Regions from separate parts of the Hordeum vulgare genome. Here region 2 is linked to region 1. Evidence: chromatin contacts called from public Hi-C data. All regions are on one chromosome and are shown on one strand. The core of a region is the stretch at or near the end of the contact, and the rest is flanking DNA. Distances in the headings are between cores, read along the strand shown. Region 1 holds the start of LOC123426793 (auxin response factor 9). Region 2 holds the start of LOC123426795.

The links. Hi-C and Micro-C count contacts between places; a contact is called where the count stands out from the background.
Region 2: a Hi-C map of leaf shows a contact between it and region 1, with 6 times the contacts expected there. The contact joins the promoter of LOC123426795 here to the promoter of LOC123426793 in region 1. A contact is called at or near these places in 3 of 6 Hi-C or Micro-C datasets (leaf, seedling and an unstated tissue) and 1 of 1 datasets of contacts at active chromatin or transcription factors (embryo).

What each region holds. Positions count from the first base shown.
Region 1 is chr2H:489,173,054-489,179,796 of MorexV3_pseudomolecules_assembly, reverse strand. LOC123426793 (auxin response factor 9) reads left to right here and starts at 1,545. Exons shown (of 14, transcript XM_045110682.1): 1 at 1,545-1,984; 2 at 2,721-2,836; 3 at 2,937-3,032; 4 at 3,159-3,215; 5 at 3,362-3,514; 6 at 3,598-3,682; 7 at 3,912-4,002; 8 at 4,121-4,285; 9 at 4,674-4,793; 10 at 4,878-4,962; 11 at 5,089-5,257; 12 at 5,405-5,838; 13 at 5,932-6,122; 14 at 6,207-6,743. The coding sequence starts at 1,936. The coding sequence ends at 6,372.
Region 2 is chr2H:489,504,796-489,512,198 of MorexV3_pseudomolecules_assembly, reverse strand. It overlaps LOC123426795, which reads right to left and starts at 2,161. Exons shown (of 5, transcript XM_045110684.1): 1 at 2,075-2,161; 2 at 563-1,489. It overlaps LOC123426794 (putative pentatricopeptide repeat-containing protein At5g08490), which reads right to left and starts at 5,416. Exons shown (of 3, transcript XM_045110683.1): 1 at 2,683-5,416; 2 at 2,445-2,681; 3 at 1,879-2,201. The coding sequence starts at 5,279. The coding sequence ends at 2,183.

The DNA.
Region 1 (6,743 bases), core at 296-2,795:
TGCGTGGGATTCGACGGACAACGACGCGCCCACTACCCTCTGGCTCCGTCGTCGTCTTCTCTTCCCCCCTCGTTGGCGTCCCTTTGTCATGTCACTTGGTTTTTCCACACCCATCTTCTCGTCCATTTTGCTGCCGGGAAACATCACTAGTCCCTACTGATATTTCCGTCCAGCTATAGTAGTAGTACGAGCAAAGCGTATTCCACGGGCAAATTTACCGGGTCAACACAAGGCGCCTCATTTTCCAACATACTGGAGTAGGGAAGGGCAGATGCTGCTGGTTGCAACAGTCCACGCCACCAACTTGGCACTGTGCTGCACTGAATTCGGCAGCACACCAGACTACACTACCACTACGTACCAGCACTACTACCAGTGTGGAATTGAATTAAAACACATGAGATGAAAGAAGGAAACCATTCATTCATTCATTCATTTCTCTTGGATTCTCCACTCCACTCCACTCCACTCATCGCGTCCACGCGTCAACGGCGCTGCCTCCCGCGGATGGATGGATGGATGGATGGAGTCGAGCTCGAGCTCGAGCGAGCACAGCAGTGCACTGGTCCAGGCAGCCGCGTTGCTGGACCTCGCGATGCAATTGCAGCCGCTCGGTGGTGTGGTGTCACATGCGCCATCGCATTCCCACATGGGTGGCTGGCTGCACGCGCGCCCTTGCTGTGACAGCTTGCTTGCTCGGGGCTACGTACAGAAAAGGAGGAGGCGTACGTAAGGTGGCCGCCTGCCCCTCTGCTTTAGTTGCCGCGACATGACTGGCTCCGTGGTGGGTGCGGTTGCATGCCGGGTCGGTGAGGGACATGCTAATGGGCTATACTACTCCAGGCAGCTGCTACTACGCCGTGGCTGGCGCCGGAGACCTCACGTCGGTCGGAGTACGCACCGCATTTTGGCCGGTCAAGCCGAGCGAGCCAAAAAAAGAAGGTAGGGAGAGGAAGTGTCGGCGTGGAGCAGAGGATCCCCGGGCCGTGCGGGCGGCAGTGGCACTGGCAGTGAGCGAGGGAGCGAGCGTGACGACACGACGCGGCGGAGTACGCTGCGGCCATCACGAAAGATTCGCGCGGCCGGGGCGGAGCAGCGTACGCGCGAGAGACGGCCACTGTATGAATGGCGGGTGGGCCCGGTGCCACTGTGGTTCGGATCCGTGCCGTGCCGTGGCATGGCTCCTCCCCTCCAACAGGGCGTGTTCCTCGTGTGGCGTGGGTACCGTAACGGGAAAGCCGTGCGAGCCGGCTGGGCTGATCCAACAACCCTCTACAGCAGCAGACACCGATCCGTCGCCATCAAGATCCATCCAAGGCCACAGGAACACACGGGCACAACAGGGGAGGGGAGGCCCTCCCCTCCGGCGAAACCAAAGCACGGGCGCCCAAATGCAAATCCTATCCGCACCGCCGACCCACCCAACCCAACCCACCCGCACCGCTTGCCCATCCACCCGTGACCCGCCTGTCCCCTCTGCCTCCTCGGCCTCGTGCAGCTCCCCCTCCCCTCCTCTCCTCCCCCTTCCTTCGACCGCGACCGCGACCGCCGCTCGCTGTCAAAACCCAGCCCAGCAGAGAGCAGACCAGTCGACTCAGTCACGAGCAGCCAAATCCCAAGCCAACCCACACACCTCACCTTCCTCCCTCCTCCTCACCACACACGCTACACGCCACCTCCTCCCCGATCCCCTTCCCCTCCCCCGAGAGCAGCCCCCACGTGACCCGGATCCGACCGCGCCCCCGGCCTCGTCCCCCGTCCACGGCCGCGCCGCCCAATTCGCGGCAATTCCTCGATTCCGGCCCGGCCGCAAGCAAGGCCTGCGAGGGCAGATCCATGGAGCTGAGCCGGCCGCCGCGTCCACTCTAGCGCATCGCGAGGAGCTCCTGGTCTCGTCGCTCACCGAGAATTCTCCCACCGTTTGGCTCCGCAGCGATGGCTGCGGCGATGCACATGCCGAATCCTTCCGCGGCCGGTGCCCCAGGTTCGATTCGCCGCCCTCTCTTGTCGCAGTTTCCGTCCTGCCTTTCCGGGAACTGCTTCGGTAAAAAGTTGGTCCGGTTTCTCTCTCGTGGTAAGTTAGGCTTCGCCCGTACTGAGAGACGGTAGCTGATTAAGTGGACTCGGCTAGTTGACTGTTTGTGTAGAAAATTTAGCCAAGCCTCAACTAACTTGAGTTGAGCCGATGCCGATAAATAAACCGTATTGCATGCCAGCCTGTCCATTTTGTTCCCAGTATTTTGGCTGCAATCGCTCCTGTTGATCCGGGTAAATCGCCCTCTATTCAAAGTAATCACGGTGTTTGCGCAATTTTCTGTATTGTTTAGTACCGCACCTTACGGAGTGATGGGTTGCTCTCTCATGCCGATGCCTGTGATGTGAATTGTGATTCGCTTCCTTTTTTCTTCTTCAGAGGCGCGATCCATCCAATTGGAAAAGTATGGATATTCTTGCGACTTAGTATTTTCTATTTTTGTTAATATGCTTGATTTGTGTTGACCCACCCAACCCACCAAGCTGCCCCGCACTGCCGATAAATAGGACTATCGGACACTTCAGTTGGGTAGATTTTTGTGCTTGAACCTTTCTAACTATGATTAGAAAAAATCATGATAAATGATTAAATCTTGACAATCGAAAATTTAGAAAGCAAATAGTGTCGTACCATGTATCCTTCGTCTCTGATGACTTAATATTGTAAATCAATTGCTTCCATGTAGGAATCTTTAGCGATGCACTATTCCGGGAGCTATGGCATGCTTGTGCCGGTCCCCTGATCACGGTACCCAGACAAGGCGAACGAGTCTATTACTTTCCCCAGGGTCATATGGAACAGGTACAAACCGGTTTATATATCTTTTCTGCCTGTCTCATTTGATCAATTCTTCTTGGTAGATATAATATTTTTCTCAAACTGATCATGATTTGCTGTATAGCTTGAGGCATCTACAAACCAGCAGCTTGACCAGTACCTGCCGATGTTCAACCTACCATCCAAAATCCTATGCAGCGTGGTCAACGTAGAGCTCCGGGTCAGTGTCTTTTTTACCTGCCCGCTGCAACATCTTTTCTTTTCTTGGAGTGTCTGGGAAATGGTTGGTCTGTCTATGCGCCTAGAAATATTATTCTTTGCTAACCGGCTGAACTTGTTAATGCAGACGGAAGCTGATTCAGATGAAGTTTACGCTCAAATTATGCTGCAACCAGAGGCTAAAGTGAGTCTTCCTGTTTTAGCTATTGCTAACATGCAAATGGCTTATATTATGCCTTTTGCATGTTGCAATGTACTTTGTTAGTTCAGTTTCATGTTCCTGTTTACATGTACATTCATTAATTTCCCTGTTTGAATCCCCTTAATTAGCAAGATGAGCTCACAAGCTTGGGTCCTGAGCCACAAGAACTCGAGAAAGGCACCATACATTCCTTTTGCAAGACACTGACAGCTTCGGATACGAGTACCCATGGAGGTTTCTCTGTTCTTAGGAGACATGCTGAAGAGTGTCTTCCTCCGCTGGTTAGCATTGGAAGCATTTTTCTTTTACTCCAGTTGATGTCTACACAACTTCTGGCTTATTGAATGGTAGGGTTGCTTTGCAGGACATGTCTCAGAATCCACCATGTCAAGAACTGGTAGCCAAAGATCTCCATGGAACTGAGTGGCATTTTCGTCACATATTTCGGGGTGAGTTTCCAATTTGAGCATTCAGCTTGAAGCCCCAATAAAATTCCTGTCGCTGTGTTCTTATTGTTTAATTGTTTTGGTGTAGCACTTCATGTCAGAATTGAATGCTGAATTCTTACCACTGCAGAAACTTGCAGCATATACTGATCCGTTACTTCATGACTATGTGTGAACTCTTTCTCCCTCTGTCTGGTTCTATCTCACGCCTTCCGGTTGTTTTGTGTTTCAGGACAACCTAGGCGACATCTACTTACAACTGGCTGGAGTGTCTTTGTTAGCTCAAAAAGATTGGTTGCTGGTGATGCATTTATCTTTCTGAGGTACACAATACAGTACTGTAATCTTGTCACGTGGAGGCTATTTTTTATACATTTGCACCTCTCCTGTCTCGGCTTAATTCTGGTGAATGGTAATAAGTAATATTTGTATCATTTGCAGAGGTGAAAATGGCGAGTTGCGGGTTGGAGTAAGGAGGCATATGAGACAAGTAAATAACATGCCATCATCTGTCATATCAAGCCACAGCATGCATCTTGGAGTCCTTGCAACAGCCTCCCATGCAATCTCCACTGGGACCCTGTTCTCTGTTTTCTATAAACCCAGGTAAGGTTCAACCCGTTTTCATCTTTGTTATGCCCGTTGCTGCATGGTAATTCTTATTTCTGGCAACCAAGCAATAATGCAAGATATAGAACATTACCGCTAATGCAAGATAATAAAGATTTTTTTCGCAGTTTTTACCTAATTGCTAGGGCAATTCCTTATGTATGTTGTACATTCTGCTTAGGTGTGAGATAGAAACTCTTGCTCATTTGGTCTATTATACCTGTTATGCATTTATGTCCGAGAATTCACCCAACTATTGTTTCTTTTTACGGAAGTGGGACAGCATTATGGTTGTCGTAATGAGTATTAACAATTGGCGAATTATATTTTTTTCCATACAATCTGGTGTATAAGGCTTAACGGGCCTCTCTGATTTTATTTCCAGAACAAGTCAATCTGAGTTTGTGGTGAGTGTTAACAAGTACCTTGAAGCGAAGAAGCAGAACACTTCCGTTGGAATGAGATTTAAGATGAAATTTGAAGGCGATGAAGCTCTTGAAAGAAGGTAACCTGGGATTGCTTTTGCCAAGAGATGTTGGCTTTGCTCCAACCATCTAGGTGGATATGACAAACATTTCTCTGGTTACAGATTCAGTGGAACAATTATTGGTATTGGGAGCACGCCGACAATGTCAACATCTCCATGGGCAGATTCTGATTGGAAATCTCTGAAGGTATGAAGATTCTGTGTTTTTCAGGGTTCAACTAGAGCTACAGTTGTTCTGGAGTGCTGTAGTGGTGCATTATCATGTTTCCGTGTTTGCTTTTCACATCTGATTCTGTCCTATAATTATTGCCAGGTCCAATGGGATGAGCCTTCATCCATTCTTCGTCCAGATAGAGTTTCACCATGGGAATTGGAGCCACTGGATGCAGCTAACCCACAACCCCCTCAACCTCCACTTAGAAATAAGCGTCCCCGACTTCCAGCTTCACCTTCTGTGGTTCCAGAACTTGCTCCCAAATTTGGTAAGATATATGAACTCCTTAGCACCTGTTACGATTAATATATGTAGTTTATGGAAGCAATGCTCAGCTCTCTCAGTCATGAATATCCTATTTATATATCCATTATCCTTGTGTTTTTCATATCTAAGCTGGTGCTATCTGTATCAGGACTATGGAAGTCCCCAGCTGAACCAAGCCAAACCCTATCATTTTCAGAGCCACAACAGGCTCGAGGGTTATTTACTAATTCACGCTTCTCATCATCATCAAACGTTGCATTCAATCAGTTCTACTGGCCAGCAAGAGAATCAAGAGAAGACTCCTATGCTGCAAGTACTAACAAAGCCACTGTTGAGCGAAAGCTTGAACCAGCTACTGGTGGTTGCAGATTATTTGGAATTGAGATAAGATCTGCTGTGGAAGAAACACAACCTGTGGTAACTGTTTCAGGTGATGGTTATGACCAAACAGCTGCATCTGTAGACGTGGACTCTGGCGAGCTCTCGCAGCCATCCAATATCAACAACTCTGGTGCCCAAGCAGCAAGCAGTGAGCGTGCTCTTCTTGACACCCAAACCCGCCAAGTTAGAAGCTGCACAAAGGTGATAGTTGTCACATTTTGAAGATGCTCAACTTTCAATTCTTGTAGCGTTCAGGGTAATTAAGTAATGATCCTCACTATAATTCCTCCTTAGGTAATTATGACAGGAATGGCAGTTGGAAGAGCAGTGGACTTGACAAAGCTATATGGGTATGTTGATCTTCACCGCAAGTTGGAGGAGATGTTTGATATACAGGGGGAGCTGTGTTCCACACTCAAGAAATGGCAGGTTGTTTATGCCGACGAAGAGGATGATATGATGCTTGTTGGGGACGATCCTTGGGAGTAAGAACCCTTATCACTGTCTATGAATGGATGCAGTTTACCTGTATCCAAGTCCTAATCCTACTCTAATTCATGTTGTTGCAGCGAGTTTTGCAGCATGGCGAAAAGAATATACATTTTTACATATGAGGAGGCCAAGCAATTGGCACCAAAGGCCACCAAGCTGAGCCGTGTGAACTCATCACATGAATCAGTGGCTCCGCAGAGTGGCTCAGACTATCCAGCCTCGTTTGCCAATGCAGATTGCTGAATGCTAAGTTGCTAACTTTTCTCTAATTATCGCTCTTTCTTCCTTTGATCATTCGGGGAAAATGCCCATGATCATCCACTCTACTCGGGAGAGCTACTCATGATTGCTTCACGGACAAAAGACATTGTGTGCGTTGCTGTGGTGGGTTTGGTCCTGTATTAGCAAGGAATGCCTGGACATTTCGCGACGTTTCGTTGCCAGTTGGTTTTATGCGAGAACTGGCGGTGAGCCGCAGTATGCATATTGCCCTAGACCCTGCTTTCGTTGCTTGCTAGTAAATAGGCGTATGTATATATTGATGTTCGGGTATCTGTACGAATTGATGCAATTCAGCAATTGTTACTTTTAGCAGCAGCAACCTTTTCGCTAGT
Region 2 (7,403 bases), core at 912-3,411, 330 kb before region 1:
TATTAGTACCAACGAGTCTTTGCATGAGTTACAGAAAAAAGTTACAATACAAATAAGTGGACCTTTGACTAATTGACTTGAATGTCTAACAGTAAGCCCTATGATTTTATAAGTTCCAAATAGACCTATGATTGTGTATGTTTGTTTCTAGTAACCGTTTAAGGTACAAACTGTCACACTGCACCGTACAAACCAGTGTCCTGTTTAAAATATAGCCTTGAGGTTATTTTCTTTGACACAGCTGGTACTACTGATTGTCAAATTCAGTTAGCAAGCAGGGCAACTCCGTTTCCGTTCAGTTTTTCGCCAGGATTTGCCTTGCTTGCAAACTAAAACTGCCATCCTTTACTGAATCTTCTTTTCTGGTAGTCCAACCCTCTTTCGCTTCCCCCAGACACAAGCCCTCACAAATTTAACAGCTATCCAATAGAAATTCGCATAGATTGATAACACAGGCAACCCACCCCGCAAGCTCCAGCCGCACGCAGCCTAAAGCTTCCCCCGTGATCTCTACTCGCTATTCACTATTCAGATAGACCAGCTGGCGCACGTACGTACGTACCTCTGCAAAAGGGTGTTGTTATTTGGGGGCGTTGACCCAGAGCTCACGGAACCACGGCGTGGAGGGCGCCGGTGAGAAGGGCAGACCGGAGGGGCGGGGGGAGACGCTGCTCTTCGCTTCACAAGTCCGGGCTGCAGCGTTCCTTCCGAAATCCATAAACTGCGGCGGCGGCGGCGGGAGGATTCCGGAGAGCGAACGCGGGGGGAATCTCTTTTTTTTCTTCTGCTGCTGCTGTCCGCGAGGTCGCGAAGGGTAACAAACAAACTCGTGGGCGGGGAGGGGAAGGCCGTCATTATATATGGCCAGGCCAGGGTAGGTGGTGATGTGTCCTCTTTCCGATTCGGACGGTGGAGGTAAAAAGCGCGTGCCATGGCAAGGAAAGTTCGTGCTGGACTTGGTACGCGTTTCCGTTCCCGGCAAGGAGTTGACTACAGAAACGCGGTTGGGCCTAGGTCTTCTGGGCCGTGACGGGCTGGGAATGCAGCGTGTGTATGCAGTCCTTTTTTTTTTTCATTAGCCACACGTCATCTGCAGATCAGCAGAAAGATGGTGTACCTGCAGAAGAGCAGATCAGCGGAAAGAGCTTTGCATTGTCAAAGAGGCGTGGGTGCAGTGGACCCGACCCCACACGTCATCTGCACTAGTGCACCATGCACTACTACAGACGATCTCGACCCGCCGCACTGCCGCAGCCTAGTACAACAAGCGAGCTGGATGAGAGTTCTCACCCTCACTCCAGCTACTTATGTTGCTTCATCGGCCAGGTTGACGCTGTTAACAGACCTCCAATCAGATTTCCCGAAAAAAAATGACATTGCTGAAATTCCTAATTCCAGTGAGTCAGCAACTGTCACCAAGATCTCCAGAGTAGTGAACCTGCCATCAAGGAGTTAAGTTTATTAGTTCCAACTTCTTTCAGGAGTCCTTCTGCAAAAAAAGAAGAAAAAAACTTCTTTCAGGAGTCGCATTGGGCACCTTTCATTAATCAAATCTCGACTCCTGTTCTTAAGACAAGAGCCGTGCCAGACAGCCAGAAAGTGCATGCTGATACAACTTTATAAAGCAAACAATTCCATTGCCCACTATGATTGCCATTATAGTTTTACTAGTTTACCAGAGGAAGGATCGTCAGAAAGGTAAATTGTAAGGCATACATGCAGGATTTAGGTACAAGTACTCCCTCCGTCCGTAATTACTTGTCGCGGAAATGGATAAAAATGGATGTACTTAAAACTAAAATACATCTAGATGCATCCATTTCTCCGACAAGAAATTCGGGACGGAGGGAGTATTAAGGATAAGGTTACAGCAGCCCATATGAAAAAGAATGCTTTCTTGCAAGTCTCACCCAAAGCAAAACAAGCAATACTTTTTCCTCTGGAGGTAAAATTAATCAGCAGCAACCATATTTTGTAGTTCAGGGTCATAATACAACATTAACAAGACAACAAAATGTCAGAAACAAACAACATTGTTGTGATGTAAGGCATGAAAAATGAGATGTGACTGAACCTTGATTGGTACTGGGTAGAAAGCCTAAGAAAATTCCAATGGAAGTGGCACATGATATATTTGATGCTTGCTTCAACTCCAAGATGCATGTCATGGCCCGTAGCCATGTTACTTATTTGTCTCAACTCTGCCAATAGGATGAATTTGTTAGCATAAACATAAGAAGAAATTGATACAAAGTTATCAAGTTCATCCACAGTTCAACCAGGCCGGATGTCAGGAGACAAATGTGAGTGCACAAAATTCAATCTAGTAATGCTTTCTTGGACACGTCTGGCAGCATGCCATTTTGTTTACAAAAGCGGTATGGTAGCGCAAATGACCAAAATGCAAGCAAGTAATGTGGTTAGGTAATTTCGTATTTGCATACCTCAGAAGGATAAATACTATGGATGGGAAGATCTCCAAAGAAATGTTTGAGAAGAAAAACTCCAATTCAAGTTTCTGCAATCCTGTGACCAGGTCAATTGCACTAATATTGAAACTTGTCACTGAATGTTCTTTGCCTGCTTGTGCATCTTTGATTTGCTGATACAAAAATCTAACCATGTCGTAGGTAAAATAACCATCTTGGTGCCTAACATCACTGGCTATAAACAAGTGCCTGGCTGCATCCTGCAGGTTTCTTCATAGCCTTGGACTTCATCAATTTCCTGACTTGCTCCACACCATCCCATTTCTCATCAGCCGCATATATGTTTGACACGATGATATAGTTCCCAATGTCCCCAACCCCCAGGGAGAACAAGTGATCAGCTGCGAGCTGGCCGATTCTGACCTCTCCATGGACCTTGCATGCTCCTAACAGAGAACCCCATATATTTGCATTGACCATGTGAGGGGGCATATCCAATGCAAAACTGTATGCGTCTTGGAGACGCCCGCCGCGGGCAAGAAGGTCAACCATGCATGTGTAGTGCTCTGCTGTCGGTTCAACTCTGTAAATATCTCTGGCAAATTTGAAAACCTTGATTCCTGCATCAACAAGCCCAGCATGACTGCAGGCTGACAGCAGAGCAGTTAGAGCTACATGGTCTGGCTTAATGTCAAGCGTAAGCATTTCAGAAAACAGCTCCACTGCCTCTTCTGCCATTCCATGCATTGCATAGCCTCCTATCATGGCAGTGAATGTGACCAGGTCCTTGTTAGGGCTAACTCGAAATAGGTTGTATGCATTGGTTATATTCCCGCACTTTGAATATGCATCAAGAAGTGCTCCTTCAAGATGGATGTCTTCTAGGGATGTTCTGAGCATGTAGCTATGGCATTGTTTCACAAGTTGTACCGAACTCAAATGGATGCAAGCCAGGAGAATATTTGTAATGCCAACAGTATCAGGACACTGCAACTGATGAAACAGACTGAAAGCTTGATCACACATATTATTACGTGCATACAACTGGATCATGAGATTCCATGTTGTCCTATCTTTCTCAGGCATTTGGTTGAAGATTCTCTCAGCTTGATCTACACTGTTATTTTTCATGTAGCAAGAAATCATAGTATTGCCTGTTACAATGTTCCGACCGGCTAGGTTTCTGAAAAGTATATCTGCATCCTGCGGCTGACCACACTTTGCATATGCATCTAGAATAGCATTTGCAACTGATATTTCCCCAATGTAACCAACTCGCAAGGAATATGCATGAGCTTCCCGAACCCTCTTAGCACCACAGAAGGTACTCATGCGGATAAAATTTAAGATTGTGACTGGGTCACAACGAGTTACCTTGCGGCACATTTCACAGAAGAGTTCGGCGAACTCCTCAATATGTTCTTTTCTGTTAGCACAGCCTGATAGAATTGCATTCCATGATACTGAATCCTTGTCCAAAATATCAGCGAAAGAATGAATAGCATCATCAAATCTGTCACACTGGTTATAGAAACTAATAAGAGCATTCATTAAGGATGTGTCCTGGCGATGTACTGGATGCCGATAAATATAACCATGGACCGCCATCCCACCTTTCACATCACCTACTTGAGCACAAGCAGTGAGCAGACTAATGAAAGAAACAGAATCAGGGGTCATTCCTGTAGACAGAAGCCTATGGAACAGGCCTAACACCCTAGAGTGGCACCCGTTCATCACATATCCAGCAATTATTGTGTTCCATGTAACAATATCTCTCGAATTCATACTTCTGAATATTGATTCCACAACCCCCATTTCACACAACTTGGAGTAATGAGTCATCAGCGCGTTACAAACAGATATGTCCATATATAAGCCAAACCGGAACACGAAACCATGCACTTCTTTGCCATAGTTCCTCCCATACTCCATGAACGAGCATACAGGAAGAATGTTAGCTACTGTTGAATAATTCGGAAGACATCCCTCAGAGATCATCTGACCAAATCGTACAAGTGCTTCTTCGAACAACCCATTCTCGGAGTATCCTGCGATGATCGAATTCCACGAAACAACGTCCTTGCAATGAATTGAAGAAAAGGCTCTATGCACATCATCCGTGATTCCACCTGCGCCACATTTTGCATACATGGACACCAATGCATTCCCACACAAAGTATCAGATTCCAACCCAGTCTTGACGGCATAGCCATGGACACTCCTCCCAGCCGTCAAATCTCTCAACTTTGCACATACCGGAATGACGACAGCCACGGTGACCGCAGTTGGCATGCTCTCATCTACACCACACGCAAGCATCGACCGGAACAAGGCAAATACGTCGTCAAAAAACCCAGCCCGGGAGGACCCAGTGATCAGGATGTTCCAACATACCGCGTCAGGGCAGCCCATTTCATCAAACACCAGGCGGGCGTCCGTGAGAGCCCCACACCTCCCGTACATGTCCATGATCGCCTTCGCCACCGCCACGCCCGCAGCGTTCCCGAGCCTGACAACAAACCCGTGGAGGCACCTCCCCAGGGCGCCGCCGTCGGGGAGCGCCGACGCCGACTTGATCGCCGCAGCAAACGCGAGCCTGTCGGGCCGGAGGCCCCGCCCGAGTATCCCGCGGACGAGACAGACGGACCCGTGGTGATCCCCGCTCGCGGTGCGCGACCTGAGCAGCGCACTGCACTGCCTGTGGTCCGGTGCAGGCATCGCGCCGAACACATTGTGCGCGTCGCCGGTGTGGAAAAACCGGTTCCAGCCGAGAGCGGCATGAGCGACACGCGGGGAGGTCGTCGGAGAGCAGCATCCGCGTTTGGCCAGCCTTGTGAGGAGGAGCATAGCTCAGCGGAAGGTCCAGTGTGGAGAATGGCGTGCCGCGGTGCCGGCGTGGGCATGGGAGGCCTTCGCACGTTTGCTGCGGCGCGGCGACGTAGGTGGGCACGGCGCGGGCCGCAGCCGCGCGCTCTGGCAAAGGGAGGAAATGATGGGCCTGAGAGGGGATGAGCCTAGCGTTACGGAGCATCTCCAATCATCATAACGGGCTATTTTGACCCAAACAAATCGAACTCAGACTAACGATTTTTATGGCAAATTGGGGCTGCTAGGCGGGATCAGTATTAAACATCCGCCACCACCCGAATGACGCGCTTGCAGCCATCCGATCTACCTATTGATATGTACATTCGTCATCAAGATAACCGTCATATCTTCGTGTGCAGCCATCCGCAGCCGTTCGATCACATGTCGTAATTTTTATAACATGTCATAATTTTTCTAATATGGATGAGAAGATGTCATAATTTTTGCAATATGCCGTAATTTTTGTAACATTGACCAAAATATGTCGTAATTTTTACAACATGCCGTAATTTTTGCAATATAATTTTCTGCAACATGGTCGTTGTTTATGCAACATCATCATTGTTTTAGTAATTGTTTATGTAACGCGTCCGTTATTTCAGAAATTATTTTTAGAATGCGGCCGTTGTTTTTGAAACTGGTTTGTTGTTTCAGGAATTTATGTGTCAGGAAAAACTTAAATCCAGCCGCTCGCCCTCCCAGCCAGATGAGCCACACGATCGGACGGCCACGAAGCCGACGGACGAGCACGCGCGATCGGCTGGTAGAAGGTAATATTTTCCCAAATTTAATTATCACGCATGATGGCAATGTCCTAGCAATTATGGTAAATCTTTGCCAAGTTCAATTTTTTACCAGGATTTGTCATGGTTAAAAGTCTGAAGTTCGATTTTTAACATCACAATAATAGTACATCTATGATGGTCAAAATAATTCTACATCTATGGACAAGCTACAAAAGTTTCAAGTAAACTTTCTCACTAACCATTCCGCGGATCTCATGGGGGTGGACCCCATTTTGCAAAGATCTAGAGACCTGACCGATAATTGCTTATTGTTCTCTTCATTTTCAAACACATCATTTCATTTAATTATACAATAGCACACAACAATTCAACAAAAAAATGATTTGAATAAAAAATACATGGTTCAAACATATATGTTATATGGAATACATAGTTTAAACATAAAATAAATATGACATCACCAATTTAATAGTTTTCAGTGTAAATGAGAATATGCTCCACAAGATAAATTTGTAGTTGCACATGCGCTCAATCTCAAAGTTGTCGATGCAACCCTAAGAATTTGACAACATACTTGCATATTCTTCCGAGAGTCGGGCATCTACTCAGGCCTCTCAAAATCAGAAGTATTGGACGCCCCATTGTCATCATCCTTCATAATCATACTGTGCACAATCACACAAAATAAGTCATCACCTCCCACAAATGCAACGATTAAGATGCGGTCCTTTCCGATTTAGGGGGCGATGCCCCAAAATGGAAAGAAGCGCATCTATGCGTTTCGCAAGCAAGATAAACATAGCACATACATAATTAAAGAATGACAATAGGGAATCGTTTGCCATTTCACATAGATAATATCAGAGTTTACATCCACGCATTTATTCAGACAAGGTAGTTCCGCTACGGACTACATAACATAAGAAAATGCTATGCTATCCCGCATGCTTGCCCACAATCACGACCACGACCTCAGTCTTCTGGATAGTTCATGTACAGGCGGTCGTTCTCCTCATCGTACTGCCACGCCAGCTGCGTGCCATCTGGATCACCTGTGTCGGGCGTACCTGTACCTGTTGGGGTGTTGAAGTAATCTGTGAGCCACAGGGACTCAGCAATCTATGAACTTGGTACCGAAACTAGTCAAGTTATAAGGTGAGGAAGGTTCAGTGTTTAGGTTGCAGCATCCTAAGCATTTATGGTGGCTAACTTACGTAGAACAAAGATATAGATGTGGTGGTCTACGCGAGCGGTCAAATACTAGGTGATCACTAAGTGATCCTGAACACCTACTTACGTCAAACATAACCCCACCGTGTTCCCGATCGAAGAGAGGTCTTCGAAGGGGACAGTCACG